6 separate regions of the Mus musculus genome follow, and regions 1, 3, 4, 5 and 6 are each linked to region 2. The links are chromatin contacts, called in public HiCAR-type, HiChIP or PLAC-seq and promoter capture Hi-C maps. All regions are on one chromosome and are shown on one strand. Each heading gives the region's core, a stretch centred on a gene start, on an enhancer-like site or on the middle of the called end of the contact. The rest is flanking DNA. Distances are from core to core; before and after follow the strand shown. Region 1 holds the start of Ctnnb1 (catenin (cadherin associated protein), beta 1). Region 2 holds the start of Snrk (SNF related kinase). Region 3 holds the start of Rpl14 (ribosomal protein L14). Region 4 holds the start of Lars2 (leucyl-tRNA synthetase, mitochondrial). Region 5 holds the start of Sacm1l (SAC1 suppressor of actin mutations 1-like (yeast)). Region 6 holds the start of Fyco1 (FYVE and coiled-coil domain containing 1).

Region 1 (2,700 bases), core at 173-2,672, 1.2 Mb after region 2:
GCCACAAGCTTAAGCAACATTAAATTAGAACCAAGAAAGCAAGCTCTTTCCCGGGACGAGGAGAGACTGCACTGAGACATCTGCAAACCTCAAGTAAATAGCGAAATGGCTTCCTAAATCCCAGACAAAACGCTTCACAACTTGGCCATGTGAAAAACATGAGGCAGACTTTATCAAAGGCAAAGCTGCCGTCTCCTCAGCTTGCTGTCTGGTCTAAGCCACCATTATTCATGGCACAAAGCTCTCGTTTCACTAAAACCACTCCTCGATTTCCTCTCGCCGACCTCCGCATACCAGCAGCCCAGCCGCTCTCCATTCAGAGCTCAGGCCCCGGGAGGGGGGCTGCGGGGGGCGCGGGGGAGGGGAGCCCACAGATGTCTGGAGACCCGAGCCCGAGACAAAGCTGCCCCGCAGCCAGCGGGCTCACCGGAGCGGGCCTGGGGTACCGAACTTGGGAGCGTCGGTTCCAAGTCTGGTCCCCCAAACAACACTCAGAACAAGTCGCCAGGCTCCCACGCCCTGGCGGTCCGCGCTCCGGCCACTCCGTCTCGCTCAGAAAGCAAACGCGCTGGGGAGAAACACTTGGAGCGGACCCCACACTTACTGGCTAAGGGCAAGTCCCCCTCCCCCAAGCCCAGGTTTCGGATCCCGCGCACCTCCCCCCCCCCCCGCCTCCAACACCAGGAGTGGCCGGTGACTCGTCCACGGTCCCAAATTCCCGCCAGGACCTCGGCCCCGCAGCCACCAACCCCACGCGAGTCCAAGAAGCCACCCTCCGAGAACACGCTCCTGACGCATCCCGCCCGCTGCATCCAAGTTTGGCGACTCCACGGCTTAAAGTTGTTTGGATTCAAACTCACAGTCAGGTCGTTGCAGGGAGAAAAAAAAATTTGTCTGTGCGTGCTCCACGAGGGACAGAGGGGACGAGCGCCAGGTCTCGCGTCCCCCCGGCTCCGCGGGCCACGGAGGCGAGGCCCCCGCCCACCCCGCCCCCGCGGCGGCCCCAGCCCGGACGCGAACCGCGGTCCCCACCCCCCACGGCGGCCAGCCGTCCATCCGGGCTCCCGGCGCGCGCCCGCCCGGCCCCGGCCCCAGCCCGCGCGTCCCCGCGGCCTCCCGCCGCCACCCGGCCCGCGAAGTTTCCCGCTGGCGCGGCGCGAGCCGGCCCGCCGCGGCGCCGCACCTCAGGCCCGCGCGCTGCTCACTCGCGGCCGCCCGCTCGGCCTCGGCCTCCTGCACTGACGGCTCGGCGCCCACCGTGCTCCGTCTCCGCCTCCCCGGGCCGCGGGCTTCACAGGACACGAGCTGACGCGGCCGCCACCGAGCGAGGGCTTAAGATGGCGCCGCACAAGGAGCGATTTATAAGCGGCGCGGCACCGTGTATCCTGCCGCTGCCGCTCCGCGCGGAGCGTTCCGCCGCGCGAGGACGAGGGGCGGGGCGCGGGCGGGCCGGGGAAAGTAGTCCCCGCCAGTCCGAGTCGCTCTGCGCGTGCGCCGCCGGGAGGGGCCGAGCCGGGGCGGGGCGTCCAGACGCCGCTCCATTGGAAACTAAAGGAATCGAGAGCGGGCCGCCGCCGCGGGCCGGGTGGAGTGCGGCCTCGGACGGCGCAGGTTCGAGGCTGCCATCACCGGTGCACCGGCCGCCACACCCCTGAACCACCATTGGACCCCACCACACTTTACCGCTCCCAGGAGTGTCCCGCTTCCCTTCCCGCTGTGCCTCTGGAATCCGGACAGGGAACCTGGGGCCCAGCCACCTTTCCTCCCCACCCCAGGAGGCCTTGGAGTCCCCAAGAGTGTCTGCGAACATCTATTAACAAGTGATTCAGCTCCACCACTGCGTTCACCAGCGTGATTCCTAGAAACCCCATCTTACCCAGACTCACTGGGTCAGTAGAACCAGGCGTGGGGACCAAGGACAGCGATTTTTCTGTATTGTTTGAGAAACTCGAGTGTGTTGCTGAGAGGACCTGTGGGTAACCTCTTAAATTTTCAAAACTAATTTTGTATCCTTCGAGAGCTCCCCCCCCCCCAAATCATGACAATAGGGTGAAGTTGGATCTTCTCTTGGAAATGGCCCCATTGTTGTCCTTCACGATTGGCACTTGTCAAAACTGGAGCAGTTGGGGTGAATTGGCTGTCTCCAGCCTATTATTCTGAGCTCACGTCTCTTCCCAAACAATGGCAACAGGGAAAGTTGCCCCACTGCCTTCTTTCATCCCAGCGCTGTAATTAACGCAAGTAAACAATAGGTCCTTATGTACAGGTACTGGCAGGAAGCCCATGCATCACTGAGGCAGGGCCGGTGCTGTAGGGCCAGCTTAGTTTTTAAATGACTCAATTTTCTATCTTAAAGACATATCACCGTAACTCTGTGAACCACCACAGTCCACCATGCTGGAGCTGCTCAGTGAGGGCCTTTGTCTAGACCTTTCCCCTCTGCAGCTCTGCTCGGATTTCCGGAGAGTAAACTCTGCTGCTGGCTGGGGCTGACTTGGCCTGCCATAACTCAGAGAGATAGAGCAGGAAAAGGTATTTTACCAAAGCCCTACCAGTGGTGGTTGCAGCTACCAACCCCTAATTTTAATTGTCACATGCAGAGTTAAAGAATATTTGGTCGATTCGTTTAAAATTAGATAGCTGACTTCACCTCTGTCCGGGGTTTCCTTTCTTTTCTTTTCTTTTTCTTTTTTTTTTTGG
Region 2 (2,839 bases), core at 133-2,632:
ATTTTACACTGACAGCCAGAAAAATTGCTATGTATTTGATGTTCTCTGAAAGAAACTTGTCTAATTAGTATGTTTAATTAACACACATACAGAATTGTCTTCAAGAACCCAATTCCAAGAGAAATATTTAACCAGACGCTGAAGACAGATTTCTCTGAAGGGAATGGTTTTATAAATCTGGAAAACACTGTAACAAGATTAGAAATTAACAAGTTGATTACATAATCCTTGACAACCTGGGCTTCAGACTGCACCGATACGAACTGTGATAAGTTAGGGATCAATTTGGGACAGTGTCCCAATCCCTACAAAGAATCCAAACTGAGCCTTTTGACCCTGGACAGGAATCTGTTGGAAACTCAGCAGAAAGAGCTGTACACCTGTAGGTCCATCGCTTACTTCACCTTAAACCTGACAAAACACTTCAAGCATCCAGGTGGTTTCACCAAGGCTCCTAAGACTTGGAGAATACGCTCATTTAAACGGAAGGGAAAGTAAGAAACCTGACAGCCCAGAGGCCCTACAGCCTCTGACTTCTACAGTCTTAGGAACCCCGGAGAGAAATTCCCCAATGCATACACGACCCGAACTCACAGCGAAGCTCCTAGGTTGTAGCTGACCCCACTGTTTAAGAACATCACAGCTGGAGGAAGCCTAAGCTTAAAGGGCTGCCACTCTCCTGGCTCCCGAGTCCAAGCAAAAGGCAACAAGGTGTTTGTTTTTATTGCAAATGGTTCGGAAAGAAATCAACAGGCGATGTCTACGGAAAAGAACAGCGTCTCCTAACGCGAAAAAATCCGAGCAGTCCCCGGGGAGCCGCACCGCTGCCCCTTCCGCAGCCGAGCGCCCTTCTCCGTAGACAACCGCGTCCCCGAGCTATCGTGAGGCGGCGGCCGCCCGGCTCTGCAGCGGGACTCGCGGCCCACGGGGAAACTGAGGCCCGTGGATCTCGCGTCGCCCGGGGCCCGCTGCGGGCGCGGCGCGGGGCCGCGTCGACTCCCGCGCTGCCGCAATCCCGCGGCGGCCGCAAGGGCAGGGCCGGGCCGGGCTGCGCGAAGCCCGCAGGCCGGGCGAGCTCGGGGCCGGGGTGGTGCCGCGGGCCGCGTCCTCTGCGCAGGGCACCCCGGGCCGAGCGCGCAACTTACTTTCCGCCTGCGGCGGCGCCAGCCCAGCCCCGCTAAGGCGGCCGCTGAGGAGAAGCGCAGACCCGGCCCACGCTCCCGCGCCGCGCTCGCCCTACCTCAGCCGGCAGGCGGGCATCCGTCCGCAGCGGCCGCGGCGTCGACAACTCCCTCCCGGCCGCCGGAACCCCGCACCCAGGGCTAATCATAATACCGAGCGGGCGGCCGGGGGTGCGGCCGCGCTGCGCAGGCGCGGGCCTTGCGTCATCGTGACGAAAGCGATGGGGTGGGGTCTTGTGTGAGGGCGGGGCCTTGGGTCGGGCGGGGCGGGGTTAACCCGGCGCACCTGCAGGCCAGCTCAGGGTCTACTGGAGGGCGTCCTGGCCCTGGCCTGAGCACATCCTACTCTGGAAAGAATAGAGATTATGCAGAAGGAAGCGCCAGGACGATGGACAGCGGCAGCAGGCATAGCAGCTAGAGCTATAGCTTTCAGGGGATATTGGAAGAGATCTTGGGGCTGAGGGCAAGGAGCACATGCGCTTTATCCATCAATGTTCACCCTATCTCCCATCTAGCTTGAAGCAATGAGAGACAACAAAATTAATATACATATGCACGTGCATATATATATATATATATATATATATATATATATATGTGTGTGTGTGTGTGTGTGTGTGTGTGTGTGTATCATATATACACAAGCATGCATACACATATGCACATATATATATATATACATACACATTTCTTTACTTTTTCTTCTCTCTGGGAATACATTTGAAGAATTCTGTTGCTTTTGTTACCACTAAAGCAGAAAGAAGCAAAGCCCAACACCTGAATGCAGGCTTGCCTCTAGAGTCAAAAGTCACTGGCCAGGCCAGGCAGCCTCTGAGAAACAACGTGGAGAAGTACACAGCAGGCACTAACTTGGCTGTTCATGGTTCTGTTCCAAGATGACTCAGAAAGGGATGTTAGTGGTGGCAGGACAAGAGGGAGGGAACTCCCAGCTCTATCTCCTGGAAGGATAATGAGCCATGGAGACTAGTCCTCTGGGGCTCCTGAAAAGAAGCCAGGTGCCAGGTTTCTCTCCCCTACTTTTCCTTCTGTGTTCCTGCATCCACAGAAGAAGAAAAAACACACACACACAAGCAGAATGAGCTTCTTACATGTCCAAGCCTGACTCAACTGACTGGACAAAAAAATCTAAATGGCTTTTGCCATCTCTGTTGGTCAGAAAATGGCAAGTCTTCTTCCTTCCTCCCTTCATTTATTTATTTGTTTATTTATTTATTTATTTATTTATACTACAACATCCACTTCGCATGCCTGAAGATGGCTGGGAAGCAGAATGACTGGGAAGGTGGTCTCGATCTTCTGCTGAAATGTGTGCTTAGACCTTCAATTATCCTAATGCTTTAGCCCTGGGTGGCAAAGTGCACATAGGAAAACCCCAGCATTGGCCTCTGCTCACGCAGGCCCCACCTGACTTAGGATCATGAAAGGACAGTGTCATTTGACGTGGAAATGTTTTCTTTTTCTTTCTTCATGTCTCTCTTTCTTATTTTTTTACATGTGTGTGTGTGTGTGTGTGTGTGTGTGTGTGTGTATGTTCAACATCCATGTAGAAGTCAACCTGTAGAAGAGAAAGCTCTGTCTCTTTGTCTGACACCACATGGGTCCTAGGGATGGAACTCGAATTAGCAATCGAGGCAGCA
Region 3 (2,888 bases), core at 273-2,772, 1.5 Mb after region 2:
ACACGGGACCCAAACAGGAACTTCATAATGGCAAAACGACCTGGGCAATTTTAAGTCAGTAAGTCTGTTTGTTAGATATAGGCCCCTTTCCTTGGTTGGCTCCAAACCATCTGTATTATCCGTGTATATATAGACTGTGGCACCAAACTGAAAAGCAACTTAGAACAAGGTGTTACCTGTGTGGGAACTTGAGGATGAAGTCAGTGAGCTGCATGCATTTGAAGGGCATGGCCTGCCTCCTCACCCGAGTACAGGGTCCATCCACTAAAGCCTAGGATACAAAATCAAGGACCTCAGACAGGCATCTAAAGTTCAAGATGGCTGTAACCTCTACGTAATTTCTAGCCCTTTCTGGACGAAATGTACATTACCATTCAAATGAAGAAAATGCACGTTTGTGAACCCAGTATCCTAAAAGCCTCCACTGTGGTATTTTCAGACAAGGTCAAGCAGCCCAGGCTAGTGGCAAACTCCTGCTTCTCCTACCTTATCCTCCCAGAGCCTGAGGTAGCAGGAGCCACATCTATCTTTAGAATCCAGGGACTCTAGCAAGCACTCTACCAACAGAGCCGCACCTCCAGCTCACTGAAGTCTTCTCAGTTACCTCATTTAAACTCACCTGCATTTGCCTGCCTCGTTTACCCGGTGAATTAGTGCTGTAAGATGAGCTAACTCTACCCAGTGCTTCAAACTCCGTGGCCAGTGTTTCCTCAATGGTAAACCTGTAATCTAAAGAACTCCACCCAAGGACCACTCTAGCTACCCTGAGTAACATCTACGGTGCTGTCGATCTTACGGCCACGTTAAATAAAGATTGTAAAATACTCCGTCCCACACGTACCCTGTTCTGATCAATGACATCTACAATTGCGACCAGCTTTCCAGCATGGGGCCCGAAGGAAATGTAGGCCACCCGGCCAACCTCCACGTAACGCCTGAACACCTAAAACAGGAAAAGAAACAAGGGTTGGCTTTAAATATTCCAAGTCCGCTGCTTACCGGCAACACAGGGCTCGGGGCCGCCCTGGGAGACGAGTTTGAACTTAGTAGCCAGCATTTTTTAACTTCAAGTATCCCGTGGCCACTTTCCCAGCACACGAGCTCCCTGGATCCGCTCTTACCCATGTTTGATACTCCTTTAGTTCTCATACAATTAATTCATCGTTCAATCCACTGAACCACTCCCCGGTTCGCTTTTTCCGGAGAAAAAGAACTGAAGGGAGCTCATGAGGAGCCAGGCCGCCGGGCAGGTCCGAGGCCGCAGCAGCGCCGCCATCCCCGGACCTCAGGCCCAGCCACTCCCGCCACTGCGCACGCGTGGCCCCGGTAGTGCGGTCCACGCGAGCCGCGCTCCCTGCGGGCTGGGTTCCACGCCCCGCTGCCTCCCCACGCGCTGGCCGGGTCGCGCAGAGCCACTCCACGCCGGGGCTCCCCCGCCCGGGGCAGAAGACGGGCGTCGCGACGGCCGCACTCGGAGCTCTCGGCACACACACTCACCATGTTGGCGGCGCTCAGCGAGAAGAGAGAGGGCCCGCCCTGCCGTGCGCATGTGTCGGCAGAAGCCCCGCCCCCGACGTCCAGCGTGCCCACCGATTGGTCGACGGGGAAACGTGCGTGCTTTTACGCATGCTCACTGGGTTATGACATGGCGGTTCCGGCTCTCTATGGACTGCTTCTCCTCAGACACGTGCAGTGAGCTTGGCGTTGTAATTTCTCCTTTCTATTTTGTTTGGGTTTGGGATTTTGGGGACAAGGCCTTTTAGTGTAGGCCTTCCACACTGTATAATCCAAGCAGGCTCGCTCGCAGCAATGCTCCTGCCTCAGTCTCCCAAATGTTGGCATGACAGGGCGGTCACTCCTGAGAACTTTAGGGATAGGAAGGACTCATAGGATGAACTGTCTGTCCCCAGCCCACTTCCCTTTTCTTCTGTATACACAGGATATAATTAAGACACAGCCGAGGGTGCTGGCGCTCGCCCTTAATCCCAGCCCTCGGGAGGCAGAGGCGGAAGCAAATCTGGATTTAAGGCCGCTTCCCCTACCAAGGAGACATACTGAGACATTGTCTTAAAAGTCCAAAGACACAGGGCTGGAGAGATGACTCAGCTGTTAAGAGCACTGACTGCGCTTCCAGAGGTCCTGAGTTCAAATCCCAACAATCATATGGTGGCTCACAACCATCTGTAGTGAGATCTGACGCCCTCTTCTGGGGTGTCTGAAGACAGCTACAGTGTACTTACATATAATAAATAGGCCGGGGGGTGGGGGGAGGCGGGCGGGGGAAAGGGAATATATTTCACAGATATGCCTCTTATGGAGGCATTCCTCCAAGTGGGGCTCCCTCCTCCCAGAGGACCCTAGCTGTGTCAAGTAAACAAGAGCAAAGGAGCACACTGGGTGCCTTCCTCAGTCACTCTTCTTCCGGTCTTTATGAGACAGCCTCTCACTGAACCCAGAGTTTGCCAGTTCAGATAGGCATGCTGGTCACTGAGCCCCAGGGGCACACTTGTCTCTACCTCCCCAGGATGACCACTGCAGGCCATCGATCCTAACTCTTCCTAACTCTTCATGTGTGTGATGGGGATCCAAATTCAGGCCTTTACAACATTAAGCACTTTACATACTCTTTTATGTGTGTGGAGGAATAGTCCCCTTGGAGGCCATTAAAGCTAGAGCTATGAATGAGCTGGAAACAGAACTCAAGAAAGCATTCAACTGCTAGTCATCTCTGTGGCTCTGAACGAACCCCATTTCAGACATTTTATTTTATTTTATTTTATTTTATTTTATTTTATTTTATGTGTATGGGTGTTTGTGAGCACCAAGCGCAAACAAACTTAGTACCTGCAGAGGCCAGGAGAGGGCATCACATCCTCTGGAACAGGAGT
Region 4 (2,840 bases), core at 323-2,822, 1.2 Mb before region 2:
TGTGTATACACTATTGGTAGATGCAAATTAAGAACACCTCTGAAGCAATTTGGCAATGTATGTATGCCAGAGGAGTTAAGAAACTGTGATGTCTCACACCTGGAATGCCAGTAGCTTGAGAGGCTGAGGTAGGAGGACTGTCAAGAGTTCCAGTACAACCTGGGCTACCATGAGCTGTAGGGAAGCCTGGGCTATACAGCGAGACTCTGTCTTTAAACAAACAAATAAAGAAGAGGCAGGAAAGATGGCACAGCAGTTAAGAGAGCACACCGCTCTTGTACAGGATCCCCGTTTGGTCCCCAGCACTCACAGTGGGTGACTCACAATGCCTATGATTCCAGCTTCAGGAAGATCTGATGCCTCTGGCCTATATGGGCACCCACACTCACACACACACACAATTAAAAACAAGTCTTAAAACAAAAGCAGATTTGTTAAGAAAATCCAAAGACTAGATATATAAAACAGATGCTCAGCACATCAGTTCAATACCCAGCACCAAAAACAAAATAAAACAAGTAAATACTGTAAATGTGGGGGCTGGAGATATAGCTTAGTGGTAGAGTAATTCCCTGACACTGTTTGAGGCCATTGGTTCCATCCTGAGCAATGCAAAATAAAAAATAAAAATAAACCCCAAACCCTTAGGCATAGGTCCAAGATCACCCTCAGACTCTCCACTAGGGGAAGAGACTAAGAACAAATTGTCTGTGCTCATGCCTATGAATTTACAGAACTTTTAGATTTCAACCATCTTCTGTTCTTTTTTTACTTACTAGGCACAGCTCTGGGCCATTTCAAGTACCTGTCTACTGAAGTCTTAATAGGCATTGCCTCTTCCTGGCATCAAAAGCAGCCATTTTAGCAGAGGTTGGTGTGGATACAAACAAAACGAGTAAGTTAACACACACCTCACCCCAACAAACATGTCTTCTAAAAACACAAATGTCAGCAGACATGTCTTGTAAAATACTAATGTTAAACACACACACACACACACACGCTACTTCTAATTTCCTGCAGGATCTCAGGCAAGTTATTTCGTATCTGGAACTCCACCTTCTCTGTAAGCTGTGAGCCTGTTAAGATCCAGGCGACTTGTGAAGACCTGCGGGTCCTAATTAATACTGTGGGTCCCCCAAAGATGTAGTACTGATGGTCCTTTTCTGGGTCCAAACCCCCAACCCCGAAGAGAAGATCCAGGCACCCGGGGGGAGGTGAGTAGTAGAGGAGAATTCGAATACAAAGCCATGTGAAGATGTGCGTTCTCCGAGCAAGAGTCCGGAGCTGTCAACAGGGTCCATGGCTGAAAGAGCCTATAGACTAGAATCTCGGAGCTTTTCCCATTTTGTCAAACTCCAAGGTCCCGGGACTCCCGAGCCTGTCCGCACCTTCAGCTCCGGGGGCTAAGCGGGGCTTGTCTCTCGTCTTCCTGAGCCCCAGGCGGGGCTTTCTGCGCTCAGGCTCTGTCTGGCCAGCTGCTACCTTCTGCCTCGTTCCCCAAGCATTACACGAGCAAGACCCAGCCAGTCACTCTGGGCGCCGCCATGTTGGCAAAACAACAACTTTATCGAAAGGGGAGGCCGCGGACACAGACAGGAGAGGCGGAGCCAAGAGGGAAAGGCGAGATGCGGGAGAGACAGCGCTGACTCCGCCCCCAAGCTGCTCGCCCAGGGCTGACCCCGCCCAGGCCTCGCCCTCTACGCCTGCTATCGGTACAAATTCTGCTTACCGGATTGTCCCGGTCTTACAATTAGAACAGAAACGAGGGAGATGCTAAAGGATGAAGTGACAGGTGGTTAAAAGAGCTCTGGGGTGGTTCAAGGCCAGGGTTTGAATCTCAGCGTCACAGAAGCTGCTACTGGGCTGGCTTGTCTGACTTTTTGATCCATTATGGGCCTGGTGAGGATTGAAGCACTTTTCATCCATCATATCAGGTGATCTTCTAGCCCCAGGAGGAGAATTACCTAGCCCGGAGTAGAGCGGGGAACAAAATGTACTGACAGGAAAACAAGCTGTCTGACCTCCTTCCTTATGGGGTTAATGTGCCCCATCGCCCAGCACGCACTGCATGGAGCAAGAGCTTCTTGCCTTGTAATAAATCAAGGAATTGCAAAGGAACAATGGTGTAATTACACTCTATCTTTTAAAGGAAGAATCTTTTTAAGGCCACATGTGAGAAGTGTACTGAGATTTGCAAATAGTGCAAAATGGTTGCTATCCAGTAATAGCGGGGGGGTGGGGGGGGAGGGGGGAAACAATGTCTGAGTGCCATCTCTTCCTACAGGGCTAAAATCAATTGTAGCTTCACAGACAATCCATCCCGTCACTGTATGTATAATCTCCATCTTAGTTTCTGTCCTTACATGGGTCAATGCAGTCCATAAGGAGACCAGCAGGGGTGTACACTCCTACAGAATAAAACTTCATTCTGTGTGCCACCCAGGAAACATAGGAAGCTTTTGTCCATTTCCAAGACTTCAACGACGACAACAAAAACAGTCTCCTGATCATTTAAAGCTCAAAACACCAGGTTGTTCTAGACCAGCATCAAACCTCACCTGGAAACCAATTCTGTGCCACCATTGCCCTGATACAGTTCACACTAGGTTTCCACTGCACTGGCTTCCCATCCCCCACCCCCAGAAGTGCCCTCCTTCAATTTCAGCTGACTCTCCCCATACTCTTTCCCCCCACACAACCCCCTCCCATCCTCACCCACCCCCCCAATCCTCCCATAAAATCTAATCTACCTTCCCAGGTCGGTTCCTATGTCTCCCAAGACCCCTCCTCTTTACATAACCTCTCTGTTTCTAGATTGTAGCTTGATTATCATTTAC
Region 5 (2,700 bases), core at 200-2,699, 1.4 Mb before region 2:
GGTGAAACTCAGTGCCTGGGCAGCTCAAAAATAATCTTCCTAATTCTCAAGTTATCCATCTCAATTATTCTTCGATGCAGGAAAACTCAACAATATCCTGTAACCGAAAGCCGAGCTACTTCAAGGCAAGACTCCAAATTGCTTAAACACATCTGAGACCTAGTGTAAGATCATGTTCAGCCCTTCAACAACTATCAGGTGGACAATAACCTAATTTGCCAGTAAAGGACATGTGACTCGGGCCGGACATAGACCAGTAAGTACACTTTGCTTCAACTGTCACCAATAAGGTGATTATTCACTTTACAAAGGAAAACTAATTAAAAGAAATGTGGAAGGAAGGGTGGCGCTGGGCTTTTCAAAGAGAACTGTATGTAGCAAGCAGAAGAGGCATAAAGGGTGAACACAGCAAAACATGAAAAGTGTTGGGCAGATGGCCTCCCTCCAAATTCTGGACTCATAACTTTACACCTTCAGTTATTCATTGGGCGTACCCAAACTACATTTGTTTCCTGCAAACGAACTGGGATGTCTATGTCTAATTAACAGGATAATTTAACTTGGCTTTTCGAAAGTTATATTTGCTTCTGCTACTAAAGGCATTCCCAGACCGTGGTAAATTATTAAAGCGGTTAGGGCGAAGTTATTCACAAACAAGGAGTGTAGGTGCTGAGGGTAACACAAGAGAAATTATCCCCCATCTCCTCTAACCCAGGACGAGCCAAAGAGCTTATAAATGTCTATTTTTTTTTTTTTTTGCACCTCTAAACATCCAGTGGCTGGGCCTCAAAACCTCAAGTCCTGGCTTTGCCAAAACTCAACATTGCTACGCCAAAATAGAGGCGAGCCTACTGTAGCTGTCGACGCAGTCTGTTGGAATAAGCACAGTAAATTCGACCGGCCCTTAGGACATCTGACTAAATTATTGCTGCGCCCTAAGAAGGACCCGTCATTGAGACTCCCAGGCCCAGAAAGCCTGAAACCAAGAGAAAGGTTAGCTCTGCCGGCGGACGTCAGAGCACGCCCGGTGAAAAAGGCCTCTCCCGGAGGCCACCCAGGGAAAGCTGGCTGCAGCCTCCGGTGCTGCGGGCTGCGGCTCGGCTCACCGCGCCAGGTCCAGCGGCGGGCGAGGCTGCGGGACACTGGCCTACGCTGCAGCCAGGCTGGACGGGGAAAGCCCAGCCCGCGAGCTCGGCCGGTGCGGGCCGCACACTCCCGGGCCTCGGCGCCCGCTCGCCCCTCCGCCCTTCCTGTCAGCGGCCGCAGCCCGCGGGACTCACAGCTTCAGATGCTCGTAGGCTGCGGCCGCCATCGTGCAGCTTCCTCCTCTTCGCTCCACCCGCAGTGTAGCCCGCTGCCACCCCGGCTCCGCGGCGACCGCTCCCCAGGCGCGGTGGTCAAGGAGCCTCGGCCTGGCCCCACCCCCTCCCGGGTCCGCCTCTCGGGCGAGCACGGGAGCCGGCGGCGGACAAACCAGTGAGCTGCGAGGCACGCCTCCGATGCGCGGATTGGAGCGGACCAAAGAACGCCGTGACGTCGCCTCTGGGGATTGGTGTAACGCGTTGCAGAGAAAGGCGGAGTCCCGGTAGCTTTGCACTGAGTCGCGACATTCAACAAACCGACCAGACTGAGGTTAGAAGCAGGAAGCATAGTGAAGCTGTGTAATTGGAGATCACTTATCGTGGAGGAGGCCTCCTCAGCACCGGGCCAGTGGCGCAATGGATAACGCGTCTGACTACGGATCAGAAGATTCTAGGTTCGACTCCTGGCTGGCTCGACGTGTGCGATCTTTTTCCTGAACCTTGGAAGGCCTGCTTGAAAAGGATCATAGCTAGATTGTCAAGGTCAAATGTCTTACGTTTTAATGTTGCTTTGCGAAAAAATAATACCTTCTTGGCTGTATTTGAAACCCGGAGTTACCTAAAACGGTTTGCAAGTTTCCTAGCTCCCCTGTTCTTAAAATTGCGCAGGAGTCTGGAAATGTACTCTTACGAAAACACTCTTGAGAGTGGAGGTTTGCAATCAGGGACAGGGACATGCGTGGCCAATGTCTTCCCACCCGATGACGGAAAAATCTCACCGAAAGCTCCTAGCTGGTAGAACACAGACGGCACTGACATGAGAAGGGCGTAGCTTCTGCTCTTCATGATTGGTACAGCGGCCTTGGCTAGCTCCGCTTGCAAAGCCGACCTAGCCTCCACTGCACAAGGAAACCTTAAAAATTCGGGGATTTCGCAGTAAGAGGCCCAGAAAAACGAGTACATGAACATTTTACGTAAGACCTGAGATAGCCAGAAACAGATGTGACGAAGGTGGATCGGGAGCAGGGCTCAGCCTATTCATTAACCAGTCACTCCATGATTAAGTTGTCCTAGAAAACATACCCCACTCCCCAGGAGTTTATTAAAACTGTATCAGATAAAGGAAATTATTGGGGCAGAATTAGACCAAGGACCAAGGGGTGTGGCTCACTCCTGCAGTCCATACTGCTGGATATAGACCAGGCCAAATGGCTGCCTTTGCTTTCCAGAGTACTGGAATTTAAGGTACAAGATACCATACCAGGCTTCTACACTTCTGAGGATTTAGTTTGCTTTTAATGAAGTTATAGTGGGTTGTTTCTCGAGACCGGGTTTCCCTGTGTAGTTTTGACTGTCCTGGAACTTGCTCTGTAACCAGGCTGGCCTCCAACTCAGAGAT
Region 6 (2,700 bases), core at 164-2,663, 1.7 Mb before region 2:
CCCCTAAATCCTTGGCCAAGCATAACTTACTACATCTCACCATATCCCAATAAAAGCTGTGACTGATGAGGTAACTCAGAGAGAAGGGGTGTGGCGAGCATTGTCACCTGTAGGGACTTTTGTGAAGACTCAGAAGCAGCCACTGTCTTGACCTTAGTTCCTTTTTGCTGTCTCACTGGTGTCCCGGGAGCCATCTTAGATCTGACACCATGTACAGCAGATCAGGACTCTGTGGCACAGTGCTCTCCACCCCACATATTCCTTCACAAGGTTGTCTTCCACATGCCTCACACTCTCAATCTTAACATCCCAAAGCTGTTCAGGCTGTAGTCAGAGCAAGTTTTTCTTAGTTCACTCTATTGATAAATCTTTATTTCTGATGTCATTTCCTCCCACTTCTTCCCTTTTTTTTGTTTTCCTTTGTTAACAGAAAGGGGAATCATTTCTCTTCGTGAGGTTTTTTTTATCCTCATCCACAAACTGACAACTCCATCAAGTTAATATGTTGTCTCATATACCTCCAGTATAAAATATGAAATTAACTTAAAAGATTTCTTTTCCTTCCTGTATGAATTTATCCTGAGAACCTGGAATGCTGAAGTCTGGCAGATGCCACTATTAGCTAAGTCCTGTAAGGTACACAAGCATTTCTAGCTAACATGATGAAAATAAGGCAGTGTGAGGAGCCAGCCAGAGCTAAGAAGCGAACCTAATCATGGGCTGACATTCCTATGTACTGTCCCCTGTCTTTAGCATGTTCATCCATACTGGACTTGGAATGCAGTGTTCTATTGCACCAGGCTTCAGGGTGCTTTGCAACTCAGCAACAAGCAAACACGGGACTGAGGAAGCTAAGCATGGTAGTTCTTTAGCACATATTTTCAAACACTGTTTTTTAAGTGTCTGTTAATGAGGGGGAAACAAAAACTGAGAACTTAGGTCCAGCAGTACATACTAAGTTCATTTTTTTTTAGCTTCATAAATAAAACGTAATAGTACAAAAATACTAATGAGATTATTCTCAGATTGTTTGGGGGGTTTCGGAATCGGGCACATTATTTTATATTTACAGCTCATGCACAGTTCAAAGCCAATCGGTCACAATGCATGAGCTTAACAACAGTAAACAGCACTCGTTCAGGATTCTACACACGACTTCCGGGTATCCGAAGCTTGTTCGAGTTTCAGGAAGTGACGTCTGCCGTGAGACATGCCGGGAGTCGTAGTTAGCGTCCACCGTCCAGTTGCACCCGATGGGAGTTGTAGGCCATCCGTGAAGCATGCCGGGAGTTGTAGGCCATCCGTGAAGCATGCCGGGAGTTGTAGGCCATCCGTGAAGCATGCCGGGAGTTGTAGGCCATCCGTGAAGCATGCCGGGAGTTGTAGGCCATCCGTGAGGCATGCCGGGAGTTGTAGTCCGCGCGCGCTCTGGGGCTACTGGGCGCTTCATGGCAGTCGGCTCTGTGCTCGCCTACTCTTCCGCTCGGCCCTAGAAAGTTTCGTTTCTGCCCAGCGGAGGACCCACGAGCGTGTAAGTGCCGCAGGCGCCCGGACAGGCATCGGGGACACTGGGGCCTTTCTGGACGTCGGCGCGGAAGCTTCGTGGGGGCGTGGGTCGTCCCCTCCCACACAGGGCGCCTCGGGAGAACCCTCTCTCCAGAGAGGTTAGCTCCAATACGCAGGCTGTCTGCGGGGTCGTAGAAAGACCCTCAACACTGTTCCAAGATCGGAGCCGGCAGAAGGGGGCCGCCCTGTGAGGCGGAGCTTCGGCAGCTCTCCCCGAACCCCTGGCACAGCAGCCAAACCCCGAAGTTCTCGCGGGCACTGGGACTTGATCCCCAGAAAGCCAAACCCTCCTCTCTGCAGGACTCCTGACGCCCCTTCGGTCCAGGAGACACAGTTTGTTCCTTTTGTATCTTCGCTGACCTGACCCGCTGCCCTTATGCTCAGATAGTTCAAGGGGGCTCTGCGGTCAAGTTTCTGGAAACACCTGTAGGACGACTGAATGTATCTGGTGTGGTAGCTTGTCCTGTTGGCACCCAGGCTTGGGCTGCGGATGGGGGGCAGGGCGGAGCGACATCCTATTTGCATAAAAGAAGAGAACATGTAGTTGACACTTAAGCCAAGTCAAGTAGCTTCCTATTAATGCTATGATTCTCTGTGTCACTCTGCAAAGTTCCCACGGCTGGGCTGTCTCCTGCAGAAAAAACAGCACTTGTTTCTTTCTGTCCCTATGATTGTTTGACTTAACACAGGTGGTTTCCTTTCCAGACAGAAATGGGGCAGAGGCTCAGGACTTAATCTACTTACAGCCTCTCTCAGCAATGGTGGTCTGAAGCAGGTTAATTCCTCTGCCATCTGCTTGCTGCTGTTGCTGGGTTGGGGGAAGGGAGCTGTGGGTTTCTACTTTTAGTTTTGCAACCTCCTGGCTGCCCCGACACTCTCGGTCTATGACAACCAGTTCTGCTGTGTTGAAATGCAGAATACTGATTATGGGCCAGGATTGTTATCCTGGAAATCAGCCCAGGGCTGACTGTCAGCCTCCTTTACCTAAAAGGATCTGAAAAAAACAAAAACAAAAACAAAAAAAACTATAGCTTTAGGAGACAGAATTTATCTGTTTGTTTAATGTTCATATTTGTGTATCACTTCTTGAAAATTGTTTATTTTATTAAGAAAATAGATAACGTATACAGAGTC

The links. Promoter capture Hi-C pulls out the DNA fragments that hold promoters and counts their contacts. HiCAR-type assays count read pairs that join an accessible place to other places. HiChIP or PLAC-seq counts read pairs in DNA pulled down with a chosen protein or histone mark.
Region 1: an H3K4me3 HiChIP or PLAC-seq map of pro-B cells shows a contact between it and region 2, with 6 times the contacts expected there. The contact joins the promoter of Ctnnb1 here to the promoter of Snrk in region 2. A contact is called at or near these places in 1 of 39 promoter capture datasets (pre-B cells), 1 of 484 Hi-C or Micro-C datasets (erythroblasts), 1 of 115 datasets of contacts at active chromatin or transcription factors (pro-B cells) and 1 of 9 other capture datasets (adipose tissue).
Region 3: a contact with region 2 is called in a promoter capture Hi-C map of pre-B cells, with 2.5 times the contacts expected there. The contact joins the promoter of Rpl14 here to the promoter of Snrk in region 2. A contact is called at or near these places in 2 of 39 promoter capture datasets (liver and pre-B cells) and 1 of 115 datasets of contacts at active chromatin or transcription factors (pancreatic cancer cells).
Region 4: a promoter capture Hi-C map of hippocampal neurons shows a contact between it and region 2, with 5 times the contacts expected there. The contact joins the promoter of Lars2 here to the promoter of Snrk in region 2.
Region 5: a contact with region 2 is called in a HiCAR-type map of astrocytes, with 5 times the contacts expected there. The contact joins the promoter of Sacm1l here to the promoter of Snrk in region 2. A contact is called at or near these places in 1 of 39 promoter capture datasets (pre-B cells), 2 of 484 Hi-C or Micro-C datasets (CD4 T cells and erythroblasts) and 1 of 115 datasets of contacts at active chromatin or transcription factors (astrocytes).
Region 6: a promoter capture Hi-C map of pre-B cells shows a contact between it and region 2, with 4 times the contacts expected there. The contact joins the promoter of Fyco1 here to the promoter of Snrk in region 2. A contact is called at or near these places in 2 of 39 promoter capture datasets (embryonic stem cells and pre-B cells).

The regions. Positions count from the first base shown.
Region 1 is chr9:120,932,122-120,934,821 of GRCm38.p6, reverse strand. Ctnnb1 (catenin (cadherin associated protein), beta 1) reads right to left here and starts at 1,422. Exons shown (of 15, transcript NM_007614.3): 1 at 1,184-1,422.
Region 2 is chr9:122,115,809-122,118,647 of GRCm38.p6, reverse strand. Snrk (SNF related kinase) reads right to left here and starts at 1,382. Exons shown (of 8, transcript NM_001357775.1): 1 at 1,241-1,382.
Region 3 is chr9:120,570,151-120,573,038 of GRCm38.p6, reverse strand. It overlaps Rpl14 (ribosomal protein L14), which reads right to left and starts at 1,522. Exons shown (of 6, transcript NM_025974.2): 1 at 1,498-1,522; 2 at 842-943; 3 at 177-271. The coding sequence starts at 1,500.
Region 4 is chr9:123,365,659-123,368,498 of GRCm38.p6, reverse strand. Lars2 (leucyl-tRNA synthetase, mitochondrial) reads right to left here and starts at 1,572. Exons shown (of 21, transcript NM_153168.3): 1 at 1,392-1,572.
Region 5 is chr9:123,528,502-123,531,201 of GRCm38.p6, reverse strand. It overlaps Sacm1l (SAC1 suppressor of actin mutations 1-like (yeast)), which reads right to left and starts at 1,449. Exons shown (of 20, transcript NM_030692.5): 1 at 1,281-1,449. The coding sequence starts at 1,312. n-TRacg2 (a tRNA gene) reads left to right here and starts at 1,705; the gene lies at 1,705-1,777.
Region 6 is chr9:123,850,612-123,853,311 of GRCm38.p6, reverse strand. It overlaps Fyco1 (FYVE and coiled-coil domain containing 1), which reads left to right and starts at 1,413. Exons shown (of 18, transcript NM_001110253.2): 1 at 1,413-1,531. It overlaps Xcr1 (chemokine (C motif) receptor 1), which reads left to right. Exons shown (of 2, transcript NM_011798.4): 2 at 1-997. It overlaps Gm51700 (a long non-coding RNA gene), which reads right to left. Exons shown (of 2, transcript XR_003948283.1): 1 at 2,311-2,700; 2 at 1,349-2,081.